Linked DNA regions of Zea mays: regions 2 and 3 are each linked to region 1. A link is a contact called in public Hi-C data. All regions are on one chromosome and are shown on one strand. Each heading gives the region's core, a stretch centred on a gene start, on an enhancer-like site or on the middle of the called end of the contact. The rest is flanking DNA. Distances are from core to core; before and after follow the strand shown. Region 1 has its middle 83 kb from the start of LOC103648883. Region 2 holds the start of LOC103646909. Region 3 has its middle 62 kb from the start of LOC103646909.

The links. A called contact is a pair of places that touch in the nucleus more often than the background predicts.
Region 2: a contact with region 1 is called in a Hi-C map of bundle sheath, with 2.6 times the contacts expected there. The contact joins the promoter of LOC103646909 here to the enhancer-like site in region 1. A contact is called at or near these places in 3 of 25 Hi-C or Micro-C datasets (bundle sheath, leaf and tassel).
Region 3: a Hi-C map of leaf mesophyll shows a contact between it and region 1, with 2.1 times the contacts expected there. The contact joins two enhancer-like sites. A contact is called at or near these places in 2 of 25 Hi-C or Micro-C datasets (endosperm and leaf mesophyll).

The regions. Positions count from the first base shown.
Region 1 is chr2:120,811,226-120,815,436 of Zm-B73-REFERENCE-NAM-5.0, forward strand. No RefSeq gene overlaps it. Among protein-coding and RNA genes, the nearest start is that of LOC103648883, 83 kb to the right of the region's middle. Within about 2 kb of position 2,821, at least 18 of the 20 cell types and tissues checked have an H3K27ac peak or open chromatin away from gene starts, as enhancers often do. A contact at or near this core is called in bundle sheath, leaf, leaf mesophyll and 1 more, where this site is marked.
Region 2 is chr2:120,679,504-120,683,655 of Zm-B73-REFERENCE-NAM-5.0, forward strand. LOC103646909 reads left to right here and starts at 1,493. Exons shown (of 3, transcript NM_001368640.1): 1 at 1,493-1,730; 2 at 2,531-3,150. The coding sequence starts at 1,566.
Region 3 is chr2:120,616,632-120,621,382 of Zm-B73-REFERENCE-NAM-5.0, forward strand. No RefSeq gene overlaps it. Among protein-coding and RNA genes, the nearest start is that of LOC103646909, 62 kb to the right of the region's middle. Within about 2 kb of position 2,215, at least 17 of the 20 cell types and tissues checked have an H3K27ac peak or open chromatin away from gene starts, as enhancers often do. A contact at or near this core is called in leaf mesophyll, where this site is marked.

The sequences.
Region 1 (4,211 bases), core at 1,571-4,070:
CCTGCATAAAATATTGCTGTTTCTGCAAATATCCTGAGCTCCACATATTCCATGCATTATATCTGATTTCCCCATTCCGCGGGTGAAGGTGGGCTGCTGAGTACGTTTGTACTCACCCTTGCTTATTTGTTGTTTTTCAGAAAAAGGAGATCGGGTAAGAGTTACGACTGTTCCCAACCTTGCCTGTGGCTGTTGGACCGCTGAATTGCTTCACTGCGTATATCGGGCTACTTCAGCCCCACTCTGATGATATGTCCCGAGTTGTGGACCAACTCTTAAAGTTGATCGCCACCTTTATAGGTTTCTCTCGTTTAAGCAGATCTAGAATCATCTGATGTATAAATGTGTTTACTAGCCTCCTGGGACTAGTAATTGTATCACATTTGAGTCCCAAAGGATTGGGGACGCTTCAGACATGCTCCTTCCGACTCAAGGCATTTGCAACCAAATTCGCCTTGCCCGAATGGTAATGAATTTCCAAGTCATAATCCTTGATGAGCTCCAACCAACGACGTTGCCTAAGGTTGAGATCCTTCTGAGTGAAGATGTATTTTAAGCTCTTGTGATCGGTGAAGAATTGGCACTTAATTCCCATTATATAATGCCTCCATATCTTGAGCGCATGCATTACTGCTGCCAATTCTAAGTCATGATGGGGTAGTTCAACTCATGTTTCCGCAACTGGCGAGACGCGTAGGCGATAACATGTCCTTCTTGTGTAAGAACGCATCCCAAGCCCTAGCGGCTTGCATCACAGTATATATCAAAACCCTTCTGTAGATCTGGCATAATCAACACTAGGGCTGACATCAATTTAAACCTCAGATGATTGAAACTCTCTTGGCATTCCTAGGTCCAATTAAACTACTTTCCCTTCTCTAACAGTGAGGTCATAGGTTTAGCAATCTTGGAGAACCCTTCAATAAATCGTCGGTAATAGCCCGCGAGTCCTAGGAAACTCTAGACCTCCGTGACCGAACTTGGTATCTTCCAACCCACTATCGTCGTTGCTTTAGCCGGATCCACTGAGATTCCACCCTTGGAGATGATGTGCCCAAGGAATGGTATTTCATCAAGCCAAAACTCACACTTGCTGTATTTGGCATAGAGTTGATTATCCCGTAACTTCTATAGCACCATCCACAGATGTTCCTCATGATCACTATCATTCTTGGAATAAATAAGGATGTCGTCGATGAATACCACAATGAACTTGTCAAGATACTCCATGAACACCTTGTTCATCAGGTTCATGAAGTAGGCTGGTGTATTAGTTAAGCCAAACGACATGACTGTGAATTCATATAGACCATATCGGGTAGAGAAAGCCGTCTTGGGAATATCAGAAGGTTTAATCTTCATTTGGTGGTAACCCGATCTGAGATCAATCTTCGAGAATACCCTACCACCTCTCATTCGATCGAATAAGTCTTCAATACGGGGTAAAGGATACTTGTTCTTAATTGTGACATCATTAAGTGATCTATAATCCACACACATCATTTGTGATCCATCCTTCTTCTTTACAAACAGAACCGGCGCTCCCCAAGTGAGGAACTCGGACGAATATACCCGGCCTTCTGTAACTCCGTTAACTGTTTCTTAAGTTCTTTTAGTTCTTCTACTGACATCCTGTATGGCATTTTTGAAATAGAAGCAGTTCCAGGTAAGAGGTCAATGACAAACTCAACTTCCCTATCTTGTGGCATTCTAGGTAACTCCTCTGGAAATACATCGGGAAAGTTTCTAACCACACGGATGATGCTGCCTACAAATTTCCCATCTACTATAAATATGGCGGGTCTGGTAGAGGCGGTTATGGTAATCTCAACTTCGAATATTTCTCCTTTAGAGCTGGTGAGTTCTACAGTTCCCCTAGCACAATGTGTAACTGCCTTGGCCTTCCTTAACCACAACATACCAAGTATCAGGTCTATGCTGCTTTCCTCTTATACTATAGGGGTAGCCGAGAATTCACTTCCCATAATTGTCAAGGTTAATCTGTTGGTCATATAATTTTCTTCAAAAGGCCCTTTCGGGGTAATTACTATCAGTGGATTTTGCATATTTTGAAGGGGTAACTCATTTGTGTTAGCATATCGAGCAGAAATAAATGAATGTGTAGCACCAGAATTAAATAGTATTGCTGCAGGAATTGAATTAATATAAAACATACCAATAGCGATGTCAGCTCCGTCAGCGGTAGCATAAGCACTAACTTGATTGACCTTGGCAATGCTGAATCCCTTGCCAGAACCTAGAGTTTGTTGCTTGTTTTGGACAGGGGTGCTGGCAATCCTCTGTGGACAAACATTGGCATAGTGCCCAACCTGACCGCACTCGTAGCATGTGGTGCCTGCACTATGTGCTGCGGGTATCGCCGGGGTGCCAGTGGGGGCAACCTGACGAGTGTAAAGCCCAGAATTTGTATTAGAGAAAAATAATAAAATAAATATATAAATATATTTTATGTTAGTGTTTGGGGATTATGAATCCTTTTGTGATTTATTGGTTTATTTTCTTTTACACATTCAATTATTGGAATCGAAAATTGTCAAGTAACAAATAAATAAAAGTGCACTTCATGCTGGTATTTTTGGTCGGTGATATTTGAATTTTTGAAATCTGGAAATCAGAATTTATTTTAATTTCAAATTCAAAAGAATGAGGAATAGGAAAACAAACTAGGAATTATAAATAAAAAGAAAAAAGGGACAACAACCATGCTTGGGCCGGATTAGATTTGGTGGGCCCAACTCGCCCGTGTTTCTCCCTATCGGGCCAGCGCGCGCGACCGATTGCTCACTGCCATGTGGGTCTGCTGCGCCAGCCTCATACCCGTTCACTGCCGCGTGGGACCCATGCGTCATCCCCCACCTCCGCTAGAATCAGAACCGTGCCCGCGTGCCGCCATACCGGCTTCCTCCGCATGCACAGGGAGTCCGTTCCCTGACTCCAACCTCTTGAGTCCCGCCCGACCGCAATATTAGACCCTGCGCCGACACTCAGTTCCATCCGCCCGGTCCGCGCCCTAGTAAATACGTCTAGAGAGCTCGCCATTGGTAGGAAGCGCCGCCCGGGGAGCTGTCGACGCGCCGTGCCTAGAGCTTCGAATTCGTCCTCACTGGTCACCGTAGTGCCTCGCCTGGACACGCCAAACTGGTCTGGGCCTCTTTGGGCGGGATCTGCAACCGGGGCACCGAGCATTTCTCGCCGGACATCAACACCGCCGAGGAGCGCGATAACGTGGGCGGCGCCGTGTCCACCACCACCCTCGGTGAGAATCCCCCTCGATGCTTCGCTTGGGCTTCTGCGACGTGTAGGGTAGTTCGGATTCAAGCTTTTCACATGAATGCATGGGACCCTGGGTCACCGGTAATGGGCCTCGCCGTGGGGATTTCGCGTGCCGCAGCGGTTTGGGTGGACTGACTACCCTTGGCCATTGGATGCCGGCGTGCGCTTTAGATTAGGCCCGCTGTGGTGCTGTCAACATTTGAATCGCAGCCGTTGGCTATTGAACGGACGATCCGGATTAGAATCAGGTTCACCATTCATCTCGGATCACGGTAGCCGTCCGATCGGTGATGCGAGGGCCCATGTAGCGTACCGATTCATTTTAAGTGAGATCTAATCCTAGTGTTCGGTTCCTAATCGGACGGCCGATCTCATCCCATACCCCTTTATCTGGCGCTTTAGCATAAGAGACTGTGAGTTTCAGAGAAATCAAACCCGCAGTCCACCCAGGTGTAGCCTGAGTCTTGTGGACTTTGCAGTCTCTACCCGACACTCTTTAGTAATTCTGCGCGCAGTCCTAGAGTCTGAGAAAATAGGAATAAGGTTTTAGGAAATGAATTTCTAGTGCCAAATTAAATTCAGAACTTATATAATTCATAGAAAATTCATTTTTAAATCTTTTTCATCCATTCCAGCGGCAATAATTTTGTATTAATATTGTTCATCACTTAGTAACTTTGTTTAGCCATGGAACTTAGATTAAAATTATTCACTTTAGTTTTTCCGTATCATGCACCTAATAACTTCAGAAATTCATAACTCGATAACCGTAACTCCGAATTTAGTGATTCTTGTTCCTACGATCTCATTAGGATGCGTAGAATATTATCATGCATTTGGTGGGATGTTAATTTATACTATGCTGTGCTTGTTTGTATTGTTGCGAGTAGACGAGCTAGCCATAGAGGATCTAGGTG
Region 2 (4,152 bases), core at 243-2,742, 130 kb before region 1:
GCATTATATCTTTAAAAAGTTATGAAACAAAGGCATGTCAGAATAATTAGTCCTGGAATATTACAATGAGTTATGCTGCTTCAACAAACCTTATTTTGTCTGCAAAAGAAACAGAGAGAAGAATTTTAGAACTGAAACAACATGTAGGGTAGAATATTTAGGGCTGGAATACTACAACGAATTATGCTGCTCCAACACACCTTATTACGCCGGCAAAAGGAGCAGAGAGAAGTATTTTAGAAGTGAAACAACGTCTAAGACATTTTTTATTGTAGCATATTATTACATTCGTTTGAGACACTCTTCGTTATAGCTTATTAATACACTCAGGAATTTTTATTTGTTCTCACTTTCAGAAGTATTTGAGTAGTTGAAGAACCTATATGAAATTGGCTACTCACATGAATACTTGATTGGAGATGCAAAGAGAGCAGTAATTACACACGCTATCAAATAACCTTTTGCAAAGTGTGTGGTTAGAATCCTCACCATTTTTCCCTTCTGTTTTCCTAATAAGCAAAGGGAGAAAAGAGAGATCGAACCCTATTCCAACACATCCATCAGCGGTTACGTGATGTAACCTTGAAGCCGTGGATCACATTACTGAGGACAGTGCATTGGGCTGCCTCGGTTCCGTGGTACATGCCCCCACTCCGGCCATGGCAGGGCCGATCTACTACTACTACTTGGCGTGGCGGCGCGATGGCCCTGGTAATCCCGACTGCTGCTGAGGAGAATGGCAGTCTTAGTGCTCCGTTAGGTGGGGAGAACATCGTCGCGGTGGCTAGGACCAAACAAACGAGAGCGAGCAAGCCAGGGAGACGATGGGTTGGGCAACCATGGACGCGGCCCTTCGGGTATGCTCTGGAGAAGGTTCCAGACCATGTTGTGGCGAGAGCTACTGATTCGCCGCTATCAAACGCTTGTATCCGTCATCCGTCGGATTGGGATCAGATGCCTGAGAAAATATAGAACGATGTGGATAGACTATCAGGGCACGTTTTGTACCGTCTTTCATATATAGTAAATAAATTGGGGTGGGCCACAACAAGGCCTTCCAGCACACGCTAGCGGACTCTCGGATGAGAGGGGGCTGTTCGCCGATTGGGTAGGGGGCAAATTTGCGGCGCGCGTTGGCCAGCGCGTTGGCCAGCCCACTGCGGGATCTGGGCATCCGGCGACGGCGGCCCGAGCGACGCCTCTACTGAAGGGAAGCCAGGGAGGGAGGAGCGACACAGCGTCTGGCAAAAGGGCAATCCGGCGGTTGGCTGGCTCGCCGGCGCGGCTTCCCCTCCGTAGATCCTAAACCCTAAACGCCATCGCCAAAGCCTTCGTCAGCCAGTCCTCCAAGGCACAGGAAAGTTGAGGGAAGCACGGGTGGTATTTGGAGTTTTGTGCAGATAAGACCACCACGCATCCAATCCATCCCTGTCTTCTCTTCCCACTTCCCAGTCCCCAATCGCGTTCTCTTCCTTGGCGACATGGCGGCCGCCACCGGCTACAGCGACGCCCCAACCGACGAGCAACTGCTGGCGTACGCTGAGCTGCCCAAACATGGCCGCGACATGGCGGAGGTGTTCGCCGTGCGCATCCCCGCCACCGTCGGAGGAAACCTGCCGCCCCGTGGCAGCATCGTTTTCTACGGCGGCCACTGCTGCAGCGATTTCATTTACAGCTGGAGTCCACTGGAAGAGGAAGAAGACACCTCGAAGCAAATCTGCGACAGCCAGGTGCAGTTCCCTTTAATCTCTCCTTCTTAGTACCATCTTAATAGCTCTACTGTAAGCACTACTATGTCGCAAGCACCAACAATAGCATAGGTTTCGATTTTTTAATGATTTCAGCAAACGGTCAATCAATGAATAGAAATAAAAACCATGAAACTTCTGTTTTTAAAAGAACAGAGTACTCTGTTTCTTAAGTAGGTGGAATAGCAGAGGAAACAACGAGGTAGCATAGTGCTTAGGGAGTAGGGACTATGGTATGGGTAACGGGGTAGGTATTCGATTTCTGTTTGTTGCTTTTATTTTTATTTTTTGGCTATAATTTATCGGAAAATCAAGTGGTTCCTGTCAATAATCGAGCTATTGTAGTTATCGGCACCATGGTGATTGCCGATGATACCTGAAACGGCGGTACAACCCACAAAAATCAGTTGCATGAAGATCTACTAGAAGAAATTTAGATTTTTGTCTCTAATAAATCATTCTTTGTACTCTAGTTCCTTTTTTTTCTAGCTTCAATCTTGGGTTCCATTAATCATCCTTATAACTTCTTTAAGAAAGATCTATGCTATGGTTGGAAATGTTTTGTTTACAATAGCTAGAACTGATTTACATCATTACATGGCCTTGCCCCCTTTCATCCATCACCTTGAGTCTGAAAAGAAGGTTCTCGCTTTCTTCATTGTTAGGTCTGTTTAATTAAATCGTACGAGACGTTGTGTTAAATGTATCACAACATCCGTCGTCTATGAGCAGGCAGGACAGCAAGTGATCCACTTTCTTCATGCATTCTTGTACCGAAACAGGGTAACCTCGTGCTAACTGGGCCATCATTGGCCACCTCGGCATACAGTCCAATTGCTTTCTTCCTCTACCTCCATGATGGCAGCCCGCAAGCCGGAGAAGCCACCGAGGACGACGAGGACATCGGGAGGATACTCTGCGACTGCATCGGCGACGACTTCTCCAACTACAACAGGGCCATAGTCGAGACTGTCCAAACGGGCTATGGCCCCGCTGAAGTGATCTATGCCGTCCTGAGCAACGGCGTCCAAGGCCGGGTCGCCGTCAAACTTGCTCGCCCGCCGGTGTCCAAAGCTGGAGAAGAAGACGCCACCACCATTCTTGGGAGGATCGTTGCTCGCAGCAAGCTGTTCGACGTCGGCTGCGTGCTCTTCTACAAAGAGGGTGACAATGGAGTGAACGTGCGACCGGGGGGGCTGATTCAGTTGGCGAGGGAAGCGCTCGCCGTGCCGCTGCACATGCCGCTGACGATTGAGCTTGACCTGCATCGCTGTTCCGGCGATGAAATTGTTGGAGGGGTCCTTGAGTTCAATCCTGCGACCAACGGCCAGCACACGGAACGACTTGTTGGAGAAAATGGCGCTGAATTGGAAGTGGCAATTTCATGGTCGCAGTACCCTTGGTAATGCCTATTATTATTAGCCTATAATTCAAGAGTGCATTTTTATATGTATCAATGACTAAGTGTTTTAAATCATGTTTCATACAAGACAGTTGCACTAGAGCAAGATAACATTTCGTGGTGGGAACGCCAAATAAATAAAAATAGAGGGAGTATCACTTTGGGTTTTTCTAATATATTTGCAATAGTGCATAATAAAACTGTGTGTGCCTCAAAGTGAGGCGCTCAATTTCAGCATCTAAGGTTAGGCATAAAAATAAGCTGAGTGATTAGGAATATCGTCCACCCCCGTAGGCGCCCCGCCCAAAGACTGGTGGCAGGCCTCCTACAGGCAGATGCTAGGTGCGTTTTTCTCCTCCATTTGCCTCTGCCTGTCTGTGGTGATGATTGTTCGTTTGGATTAGTCATGGTTAGTGTGGTGGTAATGCTCAAGTTGGGGCACTGTCAATAGCCGGATTGAGTGTATTTTTTTGGTTTTATGTCACAATAGCTAACATTACAGTTTTAGGTGTGATTGACCACTAAGTCTTTATCTCTGCTCTGATTACTAAGCTGGCAGGATCGAAAAGTTCAATTTTTCATTTGGTAGTCTGAAACTAAAGCTCCTTCACCTTCAGCCCTGTATTTTCACTATGGGAATGGTCTTCCTTAGTCCATATGAATATTACCTGTGGCCTACGGATATGAACATGATAACTATTTTCTAGCTTTGTGATTGATATTGTCATGTGATTCAGCTTCCTAGCAGCACCGGTACCAACCTTTCTATTTTTCACAGTACACTGGCTTCGTTTCTTTTTGTTGCAAATAATTTCTTAGAAAAGTTTGACTCTTCAAATCCTAGGTTGTTGAGTAGATACATAACATCACAGAAGTTGTACGTAAAGGGTAGCAGTGATGCTCTTTATGAGAATCTTTGAGGAAGAGAGATGACCCCCTAACACATCAAATCCAAACTTATTTTTGAACTATTATTTATAAGATAATCTCATTTGTCCCAGT
Region 3 (4,751 bases), core at 965-3,464, 200 kb before region 1:
CTCGCTACAGTTCCTAGGAAGAGTAATGCAGGAATCCCCCGTCTGACCGCCATGGCAACAAAATCAACCCGAGAACCTCCCTACACGCCCACGCCCCTACTGCCCTTGCCCCTTTCGGGTAAGGTAGTCCTCCACTAGCTTTCCTAATTAGTCAGCCAAGGGCGTCCCATTCCACCCTTGTGGTGGCATGTGTTTCTCAAGTTAAGCTCGATGTTCCAATTAACATAATGGTCTTATCATGAACAAAAATAGAACAATAATAATAAGGAATGACCATGTGCAATAGTTATCTCAACACCCAAAACCATATATAGCAATAGCAGAGACTACCCAAAAGTTTAGGGGTAAACAAGGTGTAAAGATAACCAAACTAGGGTGACCTATTGGGTCCCATCAAAATTAAACCTATGCATGCCAAAATGATTATAGAGAACATTATTGGGTAAATAAAAGTGATCAAGGGCACAACTTGCCTGGGACTCGAGATTCTAGGTACCAGAATGATCTTCAAATTCTCGTGACCTCACTGTTATTCGTAGCAAGACAAACAAACATGGTATAGGCAAAATTAACATCACACCAAGCATAAGCACAAGCTGCATAATAATATTCTACATGATGCTACGAGACCGTGGGTTTGAGAACTAATAAAATCAGATTTACGGTCAAGAAGCTATGGTTTTACCAGGTTCTAAGTGATTGCTAAATAAACTACATATTATGGTGATTAAAATCAATTATGTGAGAATAGATATAACTAACTAAACTTTTAATATAAGTTACAACATAATCATATTTCATCAGAAGATCCAAATTAGAATCCTATATTAACATGTTAATCCAATAACCCTAGGTTGGATAAATTAAATATTTATTTTTAAGAACATGTTACATGATAAAATAATGTTACTATGTTGTAGGTAATACTAACACGAGACCAATGCAACTTGAACGCGTCAATTTGGAGTTCAAACGGATGAGATATGAATTATCTAAATTTCTATACATTTTATATTTAATTTTCATACCTTAAATAGTTTCGAGGGGATAAACAATATTACTATGGATTTAATGCAACTGGAATGGATCATTTTGGAGTTAAAATGGATTAAATATAAATTAAACAGGTTTCAGGATTTATTTTTATACTAAAATCATTTTCTTTATTAATTTACCTATTTTATTTACCATCTGGGCTGCGGCCACAATTCTAGAGAAGTCCAGGGTCTAATGTGATAAAACCAAGACCCAAATACGCTGCTCTTTTAATACCCGGGGATGGCGGTTTTATTTGAAAGAAATCTAGGGTGTCTTTTCGGAAAACGGCGCAGTGGCAACCACAGCCCGTCCTAGGCCATTCGATCGTATGCCTACGGATAAGATTAGATCCTAGTCTTCCCAAACCGGTATACTTCCACCACCACAGGATTCCCCATCAACGGCCAAGGAAGCGCCACGCCGCAACATCCCTAGAGCCCTCGGATTCGATCACGACGACACTGGCTTAATTAGGCCAAAGGGATACGAGCATCGAATCGCCACTATCCATTGCCAGATCAACGCCACCCCTCGCCTTCCACCTTAGCTCCCGTCGCAGTGGCCCGCGCAATCCTCTTGGCGGCGCACCCTCTGGCGCCAGGGGACCCAGTCCCCCGATGACCCCGATTCTACGCTTACCCGAGCTACGCATAGCAAAGATGAAGCCAAACTACAAAGAGGGTTGTTTACCGTCGATGATGTAGCAGGCACTCCCATCCATGACGCAAATCGGATCCACGGCATCCCACGTCCCCGGCGAGAAATTCCCGTGCTCCCAGCCACCAATCTCACCATATGAGGTCACCGACGTGTTCGATGGACTCTGGAGGCTTTCCTCGATTGTCTGCCAAGCCCCGAGCGGTGCACCCAGCAGGATGCACACGTGGCGGACCATCTTTCCCTCTACTCCATTCTTCAACGCTCCAGATGGTGACCCGCCCCTCCAGCTTCCTCACGCCGCAGCCCATAGATGATGGTTGCAGGGCGCTGATTTGTTACGGCCAACACGGTGGGTTTGTTACGGCCAGCGGAGAGGATCTCGGCGGGGGAGCTCGATTCTTTTAGGCACGAGGAGATGAATAGTGGAAAAAGGGCCCACGCGGCAGAAGCACAAGGCGAGAGGGCAGCAGGTCCCGCATGTCGGTGATAGTGGGCACTCAGTGACTCACTGGCAGGACGGCCCCACCTATCGGCGTTGTATATCTGCTCGAGCTGGGATGGCATAGGCGGCATGATGTGGATGAAGTGGTCCGGATGAAGATTGGGCCCAGAGCGGCGTTCCCTTTGCTTTTCTTTCTTGTTTTTTTTCTTTTTTCTATTTTTGTTTTCAGATTTCTATTAAAGTTTAAACTATAATCCGACTCAAACAAAATTCAAACTTGTTTCTATTTTAAGTTTAAGTTTAGTGCACCAACACAGAAACTCCAACATGTATGTAATGCGAAGTCACCCTATTTTATTTTTTTGTTACTTCATCATTTCCATTATATGCTTCTAGGTATAATGACAAACACATAAAGCAATATTTAGTTTAGGAAAATATTTTCTAATGTATAACTATACCAAGATATGTTTATAGCTTAAATCTTTTAGAGAATACTTTTAATTCAATAGTGGGACAACTAATTTCATATGGGTACCTTTAAATTAACTCTTTATTGGGAAGGATGTTTATTTTAGGAGATATAACTTCAAGGCAGGCAGAAAAAAAGAGTACTTCGTTACAAAATATTTAGAGAGTTTCCCATATTCCAAAAATAGGATTTTTAAGGCATTACACTCCCTTAGTTTATAAGGATGAACAGTTGCGCGAGGGAGACGAGGGCTGCGGCGCTGGGCGCCGTGGCTGACCTAGGCTGGTGCGAGCATGAGAGACAAACTACTGTCTCCATTAGGGAAGCCAGAATAATCTGATTCTGCTCCCTCTAACTAATGGTCCATACAAGTATTTATAAAAGACTATGAAAACCCTAATCCTGAAGATAACTATGGGCCTAGGGCCCGGTACCCGTCGGCGCCCCTAGCCCTTGATGGGCCCACGCCTAACATAAGGGATGTTGGTCATAACATCTCTCCCCGCCTGCTGAAACAACTCGTCCTTGAGCTGAAACTCGGGGTATGTCGATCGGAAATCCTCCAAGAGCTCCAATGTTGCATCTTCATCCCCAAGTCTGTGCCACTTGATAAGGACCTGGCAGACATTGCATCATTTGCGTGCGTGGAGAGCTCGTTCGGGCGTCGGAAGTACGCGCCTGTCCTGGACCAGTGGCAATGCACCCGGCACCGCTGGGGGATCACCACGGTGGGGCTTCAGCAAGCCCACATGGAAGATGTCGTGAAGGCGTGAGTCGGACGGTAGCTGCAGATGAAATGCACACGGGGTCCCTGTCACTGACGATGGAAGTGGGGAACTCGTGCAACCGAACAATGCCAGCAAAGAAAGCCTAGGCGACCGACGATGCCGTGTATGGGTGGTCGAGCGAGATGAAATGCACATACATGGAGAAGCGATCGACCATCGTGAGGATAAAAGACTTGCCCCCGACTTTAGGCAGCCCTTCGATGAAGTCCATGGAGATGTCGGCCCACACCTGGGACGACACCTCGAGGGGTTGTAGCAGCCCAGCGAGCGGTAAAGTCATGGTCTTGTTGCGCTGGCACGTGACGCAAGACCGGACCCAGTCCGCGACCAGGGACCGATCTCCCGGAATGTAGAAGTCGGCGCAGAGTCGATGCGGTGTCTTCTAAATGCCCTCATGCCCGGCCGAGTGAGCTAGCTAGAGCGCTTGGTGGCGCAAGTCCCTGGAGTCTGGCACGTAGATGCACCGGCCGTGTAGTAGAAGTTCTGCGTCCTCGTGCCATGGCACGCCCAGGTCACCGGTGCGGAGGCGACCCAGCAGCTGCTGAGCGTCGGTTGCAGCTGTCGTGGCCCTACACACGTCCTCTAGGAAGGCAAATGATGTCCCAGATATGGCCAATACTGCGCTTGTGGCCCGCGATGCATCGTCGTCCGCGTAATAGCGGCGGGATAGAGAATCCACCGCGACATTGAGGCGCTCTGATCTGTACTCCACCTCGAAGTCGTAGCCGAAGAGATTGTTGATCCACTGGTGCTGAGGAACAGTCGACAAACGCTGGTCCAGCAAAAACTTTAGACTATAGTGATCGGTACGCACCAATAAGGCACCCCCACAGATACGGGCGCTAGTGATCGGTATAAGAGAAATCATGTATCTAGATGATTTGTTGTCTATATGATTAGATGGTGTTGTTCACCTTCAATTTTGTCCAATTTTGCACCACTCTAGTCACCAACCATACATGGAAAAGTTTTAGTGAAGTCAACGAAGCAAACATTTTAATATGTCATTCTATCAATAAATGTGTAGTTTTGCTTCCGATATGACCTCCATAAAACCATAGACAAGGGTAAAAGAGAGAATTGATGGTTGGGATGAGTGGTGGTGCAGAATGATATCTACATTCATTAATTATAGGTACCAGCACCTCATTCTTTTTTAAAAAACATGTGCGATCTTGGAACTTTTTAATGTGAGGAAGATGGGTAGATAAGGTTGTTGTGGCATGGCAGGGCACCCAAGCAAAAGCATAGATGTGAATGGGATGAATCTGGGTTAGCTCTCTCCCCCTATTAATTAGAGTTGGAGGGATACACTGCTGCTATAGTTTGGTCTGGGATGTCGTCTCATTAA